Regions from separate parts of the Sus scrofa genome. Here region 1 is linked to region 2. The links are chromatin contacts, called in public HiChIP or PLAC-seq maps. All regions are on one chromosome and are shown on one strand. The core of a region is the stretch at or near the end of the contact, and the rest is flanking DNA. Distances in the headings are between cores, read along the strand shown. Region 1 overlaps IL13RA1 (interleukin 13 receptor subunit alpha 1). Region 2 has its middle 8.9 kb from the start of IL13RA1.

What was found. HiChIP or PLAC-seq counts read pairs in DNA pulled down with a chosen protein or histone mark.
Region 1: a contact with region 2 is called in an H3K27ac HiChIP or PLAC-seq map of alveolar macrophages. The contact joins two enhancer-like sites. A contact is called at or near these places in 1 of 5 promoter capture datasets (liver), 2 of 47 Hi-C or Micro-C datasets (embryonic fibroblasts and heart right ventricle) and 1 of 2 datasets of contacts at active chromatin or transcription factors (alveolar macrophages).

The regions. Positions count from the first base shown.
Region 1 is chrX:97,347,606-97,352,285 of Sscrofa11.1, forward strand. The region is part of intron 10 of IL13RA1 (interleukin 13 receptor subunit alpha 1); the gene reads left to right. Among named protein-coding and RNA genes, the nearest start is that of ZCCHC12, 30 kb to the right of the region's middle. Within about 2 kb of position 2,211, at least 7 of the 83 cell types and tissues checked have an H3K27ac peak or open chromatin away from gene starts, as enhancers often do. A contact at or near this core is called in alveolar macrophages, where this site is marked.
Region 2 is chrX:97,289,882-97,294,277 of Sscrofa11.1, forward strand. No RefSeq gene overlaps it. Among named protein-coding and RNA genes, the nearest start is that of IL13RA1, 8.9 kb to the right of the region's middle. Within about 2 kb of position 1,855, at least 10 of the 83 cell types and tissues checked have an H3K27ac peak or open chromatin away from gene starts, as enhancers often do. A contact at or near this core is called in alveolar macrophages, where this site is marked.

The sequences.
Region 1 (4,680 bases), core at 961-3,460, 58 kb after region 2:
CACCAGATCCTTAACCCACTGAGCGAGGCCAGGGATCAAACCTGCAACCTCATGGTTCCTAGTCAGATTCGTTTCTGCTGCACCACAGCAGGAACTCCCTTCTCCCCATTCTTAAAGTTGTCCATCCATTATCTGCATTTTCAAGCATAAGGCCATTATATACTGTATTGCCTCCCTTATAGCCCCCCCCCCTTTTTCTGCTTCTTATGGCCACGCCCGCAGCATATGGAAATTCCCAGGCTAAAGGCTGAATCGGAGCTGTAGCTGCCAGCCTGTGCCACAGCCACAGCAACATTGGATCTAAGCCATGTCTGCAACCTACATCACAGCTCACAGCAACGCCAGATCCTTAACCCACTGAGCGAGGCCAGGGATTGAACCCGCATCCTCATGGATACTAGTCAGGTTCATAACCTGATGAGCCACAAGAGGAACTCCCCCTTATAGTCCTCTTTAGTCTTATTTCTGTATGGGTATGTATTTGATGCTAACTCCCAATCTTTATGTTGACATCTCTCCAGTCATTTTGGTTTTTGGAAGCTCCAAAAGTTTTTTCAGTCCTGGTGACTCAGTGGGTTAAGGATCTGGCATTGTCACTGCAGCAGCGACCCAAGCGTCATGGGTTTGATCTATGGCCCAAGAACTTCCATATGCTGGGGGCATGGCCAAAATAAATAAATAAAAATAAGTTTTCTCAGGAAGGATTCATGGGACAAACATTTCCTGAAATATTTATGCATTGGTGGAGTTTCCTGCATTAATAATTGCAAGTCATTTTAGCTAGATATAAAATCCCTGACTTGCATGTTCTTGCCTTGGATATCTTAAATATGTCATCAGTTTTATTCTGGAATAAAATGTCAAAGTCTGCTGACAGTATTACATTCTTCCCAGATTAAAACACTTGGTCTTTTTTGCCTGGTTATCAGAAGATTTTTTTCCTTCAAAGTCTGATGATTTTACTAAAAAATGTCTCCGTGTTGGTAATTCTGCACTGATTTTTCCAATGCATATAGTGTGCCTTTTCAGTATGGAGTTTCAAATCTTTTTTTTTTTTTTTTTTTTTTTTTTTTTTTTTTTTTTTAGTTTCGGTAAAAATGTGTTCACTTCCAGGCTTCATTTTTCTGTTCCCTTCTTTTCTTCCTTTCTTTTCTTTTGCCTTCTCGGGCCGCACCCACATCACATGGAGGTTCCCAGGCTAGGGGTCGAATCAGAGCTGTAGCTGCCGGCCTACATACACCACAGCCACAGCAACACGGGATCTGAGCCGCATCTGTGACCTACACCACAGCTCATGGCAACGCCGGATCCCTGACCCAGGAATCAAACACGCATCCTCATGGATACTGGTCAGACTCGTTTCCGCTACGCCACAACAGCAACTACTCTGTTCCCTTATTTCCTTTGCTTGTCTTCTATATTTGTCACATCCTCTTGAAAAAATTTCATCCACCTTCATTTCTTTTAAGTTAAAAAAATTCCCCCTTTCATCTTCTGTTTCTCTTAAGGTACTATCTGTGTGTTTATTTGCCCCTGTGTTTCCTCTGGCTAGTCTTCATTTCTGAAAGGATTATTTTCTTTTACTTCTAATTCTTTCTTGAGTTTTGCCATGTCATTTCTGAGTTGTTCTTATTCTGCATTTTTAATATTCTTCCATATCATGCACATTTTCCCACATCATATAACTCTTTTCTTAATCTACTTTAGCTAGTTTTGAAATATTAGATTATAATTTTTGTATGCATTTTTTTGTGGCCAGCTTTTTGGCATGTTTTAATTCTGTAAGAATACTATTCTATTGCTTATTTTTACATGAAATTAGTTTCCCAGAAGTTTTAGAAGGAGTCTTGATTTAGGACTTTTTTTTTTCTAATTTCATGGCCGTGGAGTTCCATCTTCTGTTATTTTTGACCTTTTTTCAGAATTGTAGTGAATTCCTTTCTGACCTCCTCTACTTTTATCTGGACTTTCTATTTTGTCTGTCTTGTCTCTGTTCCAGCCAGTGTGGAGTCTGTTTCCACCATTTTCTCTTCAGAGTGGGACTTTGCCCAGGAAGGGAGCTTTGGATGGTCTCGAGAGCTCATAGCGCCCAGGTGGCTCCCAGGCTATTCCGTGGACTCCTTGCTCTTGGTCACTCTTTGACGGTGCAAACCTCTGCCAGTCTGACTCATTGTTCATAAGTCAGCCTGCTGAGGTTTGAGTGAGTCATTTTAGAGTTCTCAGATCTACCAGATGCCCTGCTGATTTCCTCTCCATACTCTCCCATAGCTAATGCCGTTTTGCTCCTGAAGCCTCTCTGATTTGTCACCACCTACTCATATTTCAGGGCTCACGGGGGCCTCACTTTCATCTGGCTTTGTTGCAGATTGTTTCGTGGATTTTGGTTTTGCTTTCCTACTTAGGCTTCCTACTTGTGGTTTTTATTGTGGCATTTGGGGAGATTCAAAAACTCTGCTGCTGAGAGTTCCTGTTGTGGCCCAGTGGTTAACGAATCTGACTAGCATCCATGAGGACATAGGTTCGATCCCTGGCCTCGCTTGGTGGGTTAAGGATCCGGCGTTGCCTGTGAGCTGTGGTGTAGGTCGCAGTCGTGGCTCGGATCCCGCATGGCTGTGGCTGTGGTGTAGGCCGGTGGCTGCAACTCCGATTAGACCCCTAGCCTGGGAACCTCCATATGCCACTCTGCTGCCAAGCACCACCTTCCTCATGGGATTTCTCTGTAAACCACAGATCTTGGGCCAACTCCTGCCCACCAGTTGTTTGTGTACAGGCCGTAAGCTGCAAATCGTGTTTATACTTGTAAGTAGTTAAAAACATCGGAGGAAGAAAATTATATTAAATTTAAATTTCAGTGTCCATAAAGATAGTTTGGTTGGAACACAGACATGCCTGTTCATTTATACATTGTCTGTGGCTGCTTTCATGCTGCAGCAGCAGAGTTGAGTTATTGGGACAGAGACCGCATGGTCTTAAAGCTGAAAATATTTCTTAGCTGGCCATTTACAGAAAAAGTTCCCCAACCCTGGTCCTCTAAGACCCTTTTTAATGGCTAAATAGTATCATACTTTGTAAATACATCACGATGTACTTAACCAAGTCCCTATTATCAGGCATTTAGATGAATTCTAAAATTTCATTATTTAGGCATCATTTCACAGCTAATATATTAGCATGTATATATTTCACTACTTTCTTGGGATATTGTTACAGGTAAGATTGCTAGATTAAAGGCGATTATGTGCATTTTAAACTCTTTGATTGCTATTGACAAATTGTCATCCAGAAAGGATATACAGGGTAAATGTCTATTAAGGATACTGGCTAAGTAAGTTATGGTACAATTATGCAATGAAATATTATACAGAGGTTAAAGAGAATGAGGTACACCTATTCTACTGATGTATAAAAATTATATGCTGACAAATTAAACATATATAGGGTATGATTCCTTCATATTAAGGAAATGGTGGCATTAGAATATGCACACACTTAAACTTGTCACAAGAAGCCTTGATTACAACTAGGTTATACTGACTTAAATAGCAACCAGTACTGTGTCTGAATGGTTGTTTGGCGATGGTTTTGCCCACATGAATGTATCTAATTTAAAAAAAAAATTCTTCTCAATGCTATAGATGAGAAAAGGGCATCTTGTTTTAATTTTACATATCAAATATCATCTTTTTTCACATGTTTATTGGCTCGAATGAATTATTTTGCAAAATTCTTGTTCATTGTCCATTTTTCCCCACAATATTCATCTTTTCCCTGGTGGTTTGTAAAGCTCTCTTAATATATCAGTTATTAGTCCTTTGGCTTGTCATCAGCGTTTGCCTTTGTATAGTATTTAGGGTGATTAATGATGTACAGAAGTTTTTTTTTTCTTTTTATGCACTCAAATCTTCCTTTTTATATGTAGAAAACCCTTTCCTACTGCAGATTTATATAATTGTTGCCTAATATATTTTTCCAGGACTTAATTAGATTTTGTTTTTTATATATAGGTCTTTAGTCCGTAGGGGGTTTATCCATGTAGGCTGTGAGATAGGGTTTAACTTTATTTATTCCCTGATCCTATACCCTGGCAATCACTAATCTGTTTTCTGTCCCTAAAGTTTTGCCTTTTCCAGAATGTCATGTGAATGGAATCATGCAATACATCAATTTTTGAGTCTGGCCTCTTTCACTTAGCATAACGTTTAAGATACACCCATATTGTTGCACGTATTACTAGCTCCTTGCTTTTTCTTGCTGATTAGAATTCCATGATATGGCTGTACCCCAGTTTATTTAAGCATTCACGCGATCAAGGACATTGCAGTTGTTTCCCGTTGGAGGTTTTCATGAATAAAGCTGCTATAAACATTCATGTAGATGTCTTCGTGTGGACATGTTTTCATTTCTCTTGGGTTTGTACCTGGGGTTGAGATTTCTGAGTCATGCCGGTAAATATATATTTGATTTGATAAGAAACTGTCAGACTCTTTTCCATAGCAGCTGTACTATCTTACATTTCTACCAACAATATACGAGAGATCTGGTTATTCTGCATCCTTATCCGCACTTGAATGGTCAGTGTTTTTTTATTTTAGCCATTCTACTAAGAGTATTCGTATTAAATAATTATTTAGAATAATTTGGGTATTTTAAGCAGTGCTTCCCAACTCAGCCCTCCAGGCA
Region 2 (4,396 bases), core at 605-3,104:
GATCTAATTTACTCATGTAAAGTGAATTCAGGGAGTTCCCACCACGGCGCAGCGGATACGAATCTGACTAGTATCCATGAGGATGTGGGTTCGATCCCTGGCCTTTCTCAGGGGGTTGAGGATCTGTCGTTAGCTTGGGAACCTCCATATGCTACGGATTTGGTCCTAAAGAGACAAAAAAAAAAAAAAAAGTGCTGAGATCAAAAACCTTGAGAGCCACTGGTCTAGAACATACTAGGAGAGGTAAAATCCCCTCACCGTCACTTCAAATCAGACATTCACCTGACTACTAAAATTAGAAGACCCTCGCTCCCATTTTTCTCCCCTCTCCCTCCCTCTCTCTCCTCCATTCCTTTTCCTAGTATTTCCTAAAACTCTCTCACCTCCCTAGATGTGTTGCACCCTGCACCTCAGTCTCCAGCCTATGTTTATCTCACCTTCTACTCAAGATCTTTTCTGTGGTTTGCAAGAAATTAAATTGCTCCTGTTTCCATGCTGGCAGTAGCCCTCTCTTCAATGAAGACAGATACAATACATTATATACGGTTTGTTTTTTCAGAACTTCCCAATCACAGAGAGGCATTTTGTTATTGTACATGCTAACAGGGATGCATTTCATCTACATTGTAAGTTGAAATTGCATTTTGTAACAAAGCAGTTTCAAAAAATACCACCAGCGTCTACTTACAGTTTATTGTGAAGAATCAAAGTGTATGCTTAATGGTCATCAAAAGATGAGACTCTCCTATCTGTGTGAGGCCCATGCAAAATATGGATGTTCGGAGTTCCCGTCGTGGTGCGGCGGAAATGAATCCGACCAGAAACCCTGAGGTTGTGGGTTCGACCCCTGGCCTCGCTCAGTGGGTTGAGGATGCGGCATTGCCATGAGCTGTGGTGTAGGTTGCAAACATGGCTCGGATCCCACGTTGCTGTGGCTCTGGCGTAGGCCTGTGGCTACATCTCTGATGAGACCCCTGGCCTGGGAACCTCCATATGCCGTGGGTGTGGCCCTAAGAAGACAAAAGACAAAAAAATATATATATGGATGTTCAGCACCTCTGTTTACTTCAAGCCAAGTAGGGAAACCACCAGAGAACAGAAAAACACCCTAAACTCCAGCAAGTTCCAGTGTTCCTCCAGTGACACAGTCTCTCTTGGAAAAAAATGTCATGCTACAAAGGACACAGAAAAAGCAAAGATTTGAAGTAAGTGGAGTAAGGAATCATCATGGCAAATAAATATCAGATTAGCAGAGGGCTTCCTTTTTGGTCTGGTGAGTTTTTGCTTTTTGGAAACATGCGTTGCTTTCTCCAAGCAGCACATACACACACACACGCAAAATACATAACTTGATAAATTTAGTTGCAGTGCTGTCACAACAATGATGTCAAAATTTTCCTCTGACCGCAGTGTGTTTGAGTACAAATGGTTCCTCTTTCCAGGCTTAGTACATATACAAATCCCTAGTGAGGTGACACCCACTCTCCCACAGCAGGGCCCCTTCCTGAGAGTGGACAGCGAGGATCTGGCCAAGGAGCTAAGAATTAAACTGTGTCCTAGCTGGCAAGTTCTCTGGCCTTGCACCCACGTCACAGAAACCGATGATCCCGGCGGATCCAGTGTCACCGTGGCCAGCCTAGAGGGACACGCAGATTCGGCCACGTGTTGGGCGGTACCTTTGTCAGCCTGTGGAATGGGGATCAGAGGACAAGGCACCGCTGTCTCACCTCCTGCCCCCGCTGTGCCCCAGATCCCCTGCACAGCGTCCCGTGTCCGAAGGGGCTTCACTACTGTGGCTTGAACATGGAGCTGGCCTGGGGAAGAAAGGGTGAACGGAACCAGGAAATCAACTGGTAAAGGAGAAATGAAAGAAAAGCGACTGAGAACAAATGGGATATTGTCAGCAGAAAGGAGAACTACAGAAGCGGAACAGCAAGACAGAAGGGAACCCTAAAGATGAAAGGGTACTAGAACTTCTAATAATAGTCCCCATTTAGTAGTGCCTACTATGTGTTAGGTACTGGAGAGACATTTTATGTAAGTTTCTTCATCTCATTTAATCCTTACAACAAACCCTGTGGTAGGTACTAGTCTTATGCATATTTTATGAGAGATAAAGCAAGCTCTTACAATGAAAAAGATCCCCCCTCTCCCCCCTGCCTCCACATACAACGTTTAAAAGAACTCAAGAGAGGAGAGGATAGGAGTTCCCGTCGTGGCACAGTGGTTAACGAGTCTGACTAGGAACCATGAGGTTGCGGGTTCGATCCCTGGCCTTGCTCAGTGGGTTAAGGATCTGGCGTTGCTGTGAGCTGTGGTGTAGGTCGCAGATGCAGCTGAGATCCCGCGTTGCTGTGGCTCTGGCCTAGGCCGGTGGCTACAGCTCCTATTAGCCTACGATTTCCCCTAGCCTGGGAACCTCCATATGCCATGGGAGTGGCCCTAGAAAAGGCAAAAAGACAAAAAAAAAAAAAAAAAAGAAAGAAAGAAAAGAGAGAGGAGAGGATAAAAAAAAATAGAGACAAAAGGGAGTTCCCACTGAGGCACAGTGGGTTAAGGATCCAACTGCTGCAGCTTGGGTTGCTGCAGATCTGTGGGTTTGATCCCCAGCCCGGTGCAGTGGGTTAAAGGATCCAGTGTTGCTGCAGCTGGAGTGTAGGTCGGAGCTGCAGCTAGGATTCAGTCCCTGGCCTAAGAATTTCCATACACCGTGGGTGCAGCCATAAACAACAAAAAAGATACAGAAAAAAAAAGTGGACCAACAGAAAGCACAAAATCAGATGGTAGAAATAAGGATAGTAGACATACTAGAACTGAGTTCTACAGTTAAAAGATGGCGATTGCCTATCAGATAGGAAAAAAAACAAATTTGCACTATATATTGTTCCCAAGAGCTCATCTAAAACTTCACGGCAGAGATAGGAAAGGAAGGATGTGGGAAAACAGTGTCTGGCACACCCTAAGCAAAAGAAAGCTTATGAAGTTATGCTAATACTAGTTGAAATAGACCTTGAGGCCAAAGCATTTGTAGATTCATGGAAGTTATTTCATAATGATTAATGACTTGCTTCACTATGAAGCGCTAACAATTCTAGATATGCATGCATCTGAAGAAACGCCTTAAAAATACACGTACATAAAGTGGAAATCAACAGAATTCTAAGGAGAACTGAACAAACCCACCATCAGAGTATCACAGTGGGAGAGTCCAACACACCTCAGTAACTGAGAAATCCAACAGGAAAAAAAGCAAACTCAGCAAGTGCATGGATCTGACCAACACGATCCACAAACTTGATTCAGCAGATACATGTAGAACACTGGACCCCATAATTGGAGAATTGTCCTGCAGACACTCGTGGGACATTTACAAAAATAAACTGTACGTTGTGTCATAAAGCAAACTCATCAAATCCGCAAGGCTGGGAAGTAAGGATGCAGAGAAGCTAAGTGATGGGCCTTTGCTTCTGTGGCTGAGACGCAGGGAGGCTGGGCCTGCGTGCACACAGCTATGGCTCAGCGCCAAGGATGCTGCAGTCATTCCGCTTTAAGTAGCACAGAGCTAGAAAGGGCAATCCAGGTAAAGGGCTGTGGGTGAGATGGCGTGATGATTCAGAAACTAAATTGGGACGGGGTTTGCTGCTCCCCCAGCCTCCCCCACACCTGGTGTTCTCCAAGTGAAAAGTGAGACCTCCATTCCTCTCGCCCAGGGTCCAACAGCCAGATAGGCAAAGTGACCTCTGGCGATGTGCAAATGAGAGCATTGATTCCTAGGGCAGTGTCATAGCTATGCAAAGAGCCCCTTTAGCAGGGAGGCACCTTGGATGGAGGGGACCACTAAGAGGCAAGAGGGACTGGAGGTTTCTGGGTTCAAATGTCAATACAAATTACCCTACACTTTCAAGACAAACAATGGGGACTTTTCAGGGCAAGAAGGCACAGAAGGCTGACATGCAAACGATGCATTTGAATCTTTAACCTAGAGTCCTGAGTGGGGAGGCAGGAGCACTTTCAGGGCCATTGAAGGCTGCACTTGACCCTGTGCAGAGAGGGGACAGGGCCTAGATGGGGTGTTAGATCCAGGATGGAGAGGGTGCAGTGAAAAGTTTGCAGGGATCCAAGCTGGGTGCTGGGGTAGCGACCCCAAGGAGAGTACCCCAACCTGGGGCCCAAGGAGGAGCCCTGGATGCCAATGAGGATGCACAGTGGCCCTTCCTCCAAAGTGTAAGAAAGCAGAACAGGGCCAGTTCCAGAGAGGGAGGGCTTGCAGCCTGAAGGGAGAGAGGCCAGGGAGTGGCTGAGGGGGAAATTGAATGCTTTCAAGGGGAGCGAGAGACAGTTAGGGGTGCCAGGGCCCAGGGGCCCGCTCTTCACAGCACAGTGCCCCGCATCCTTT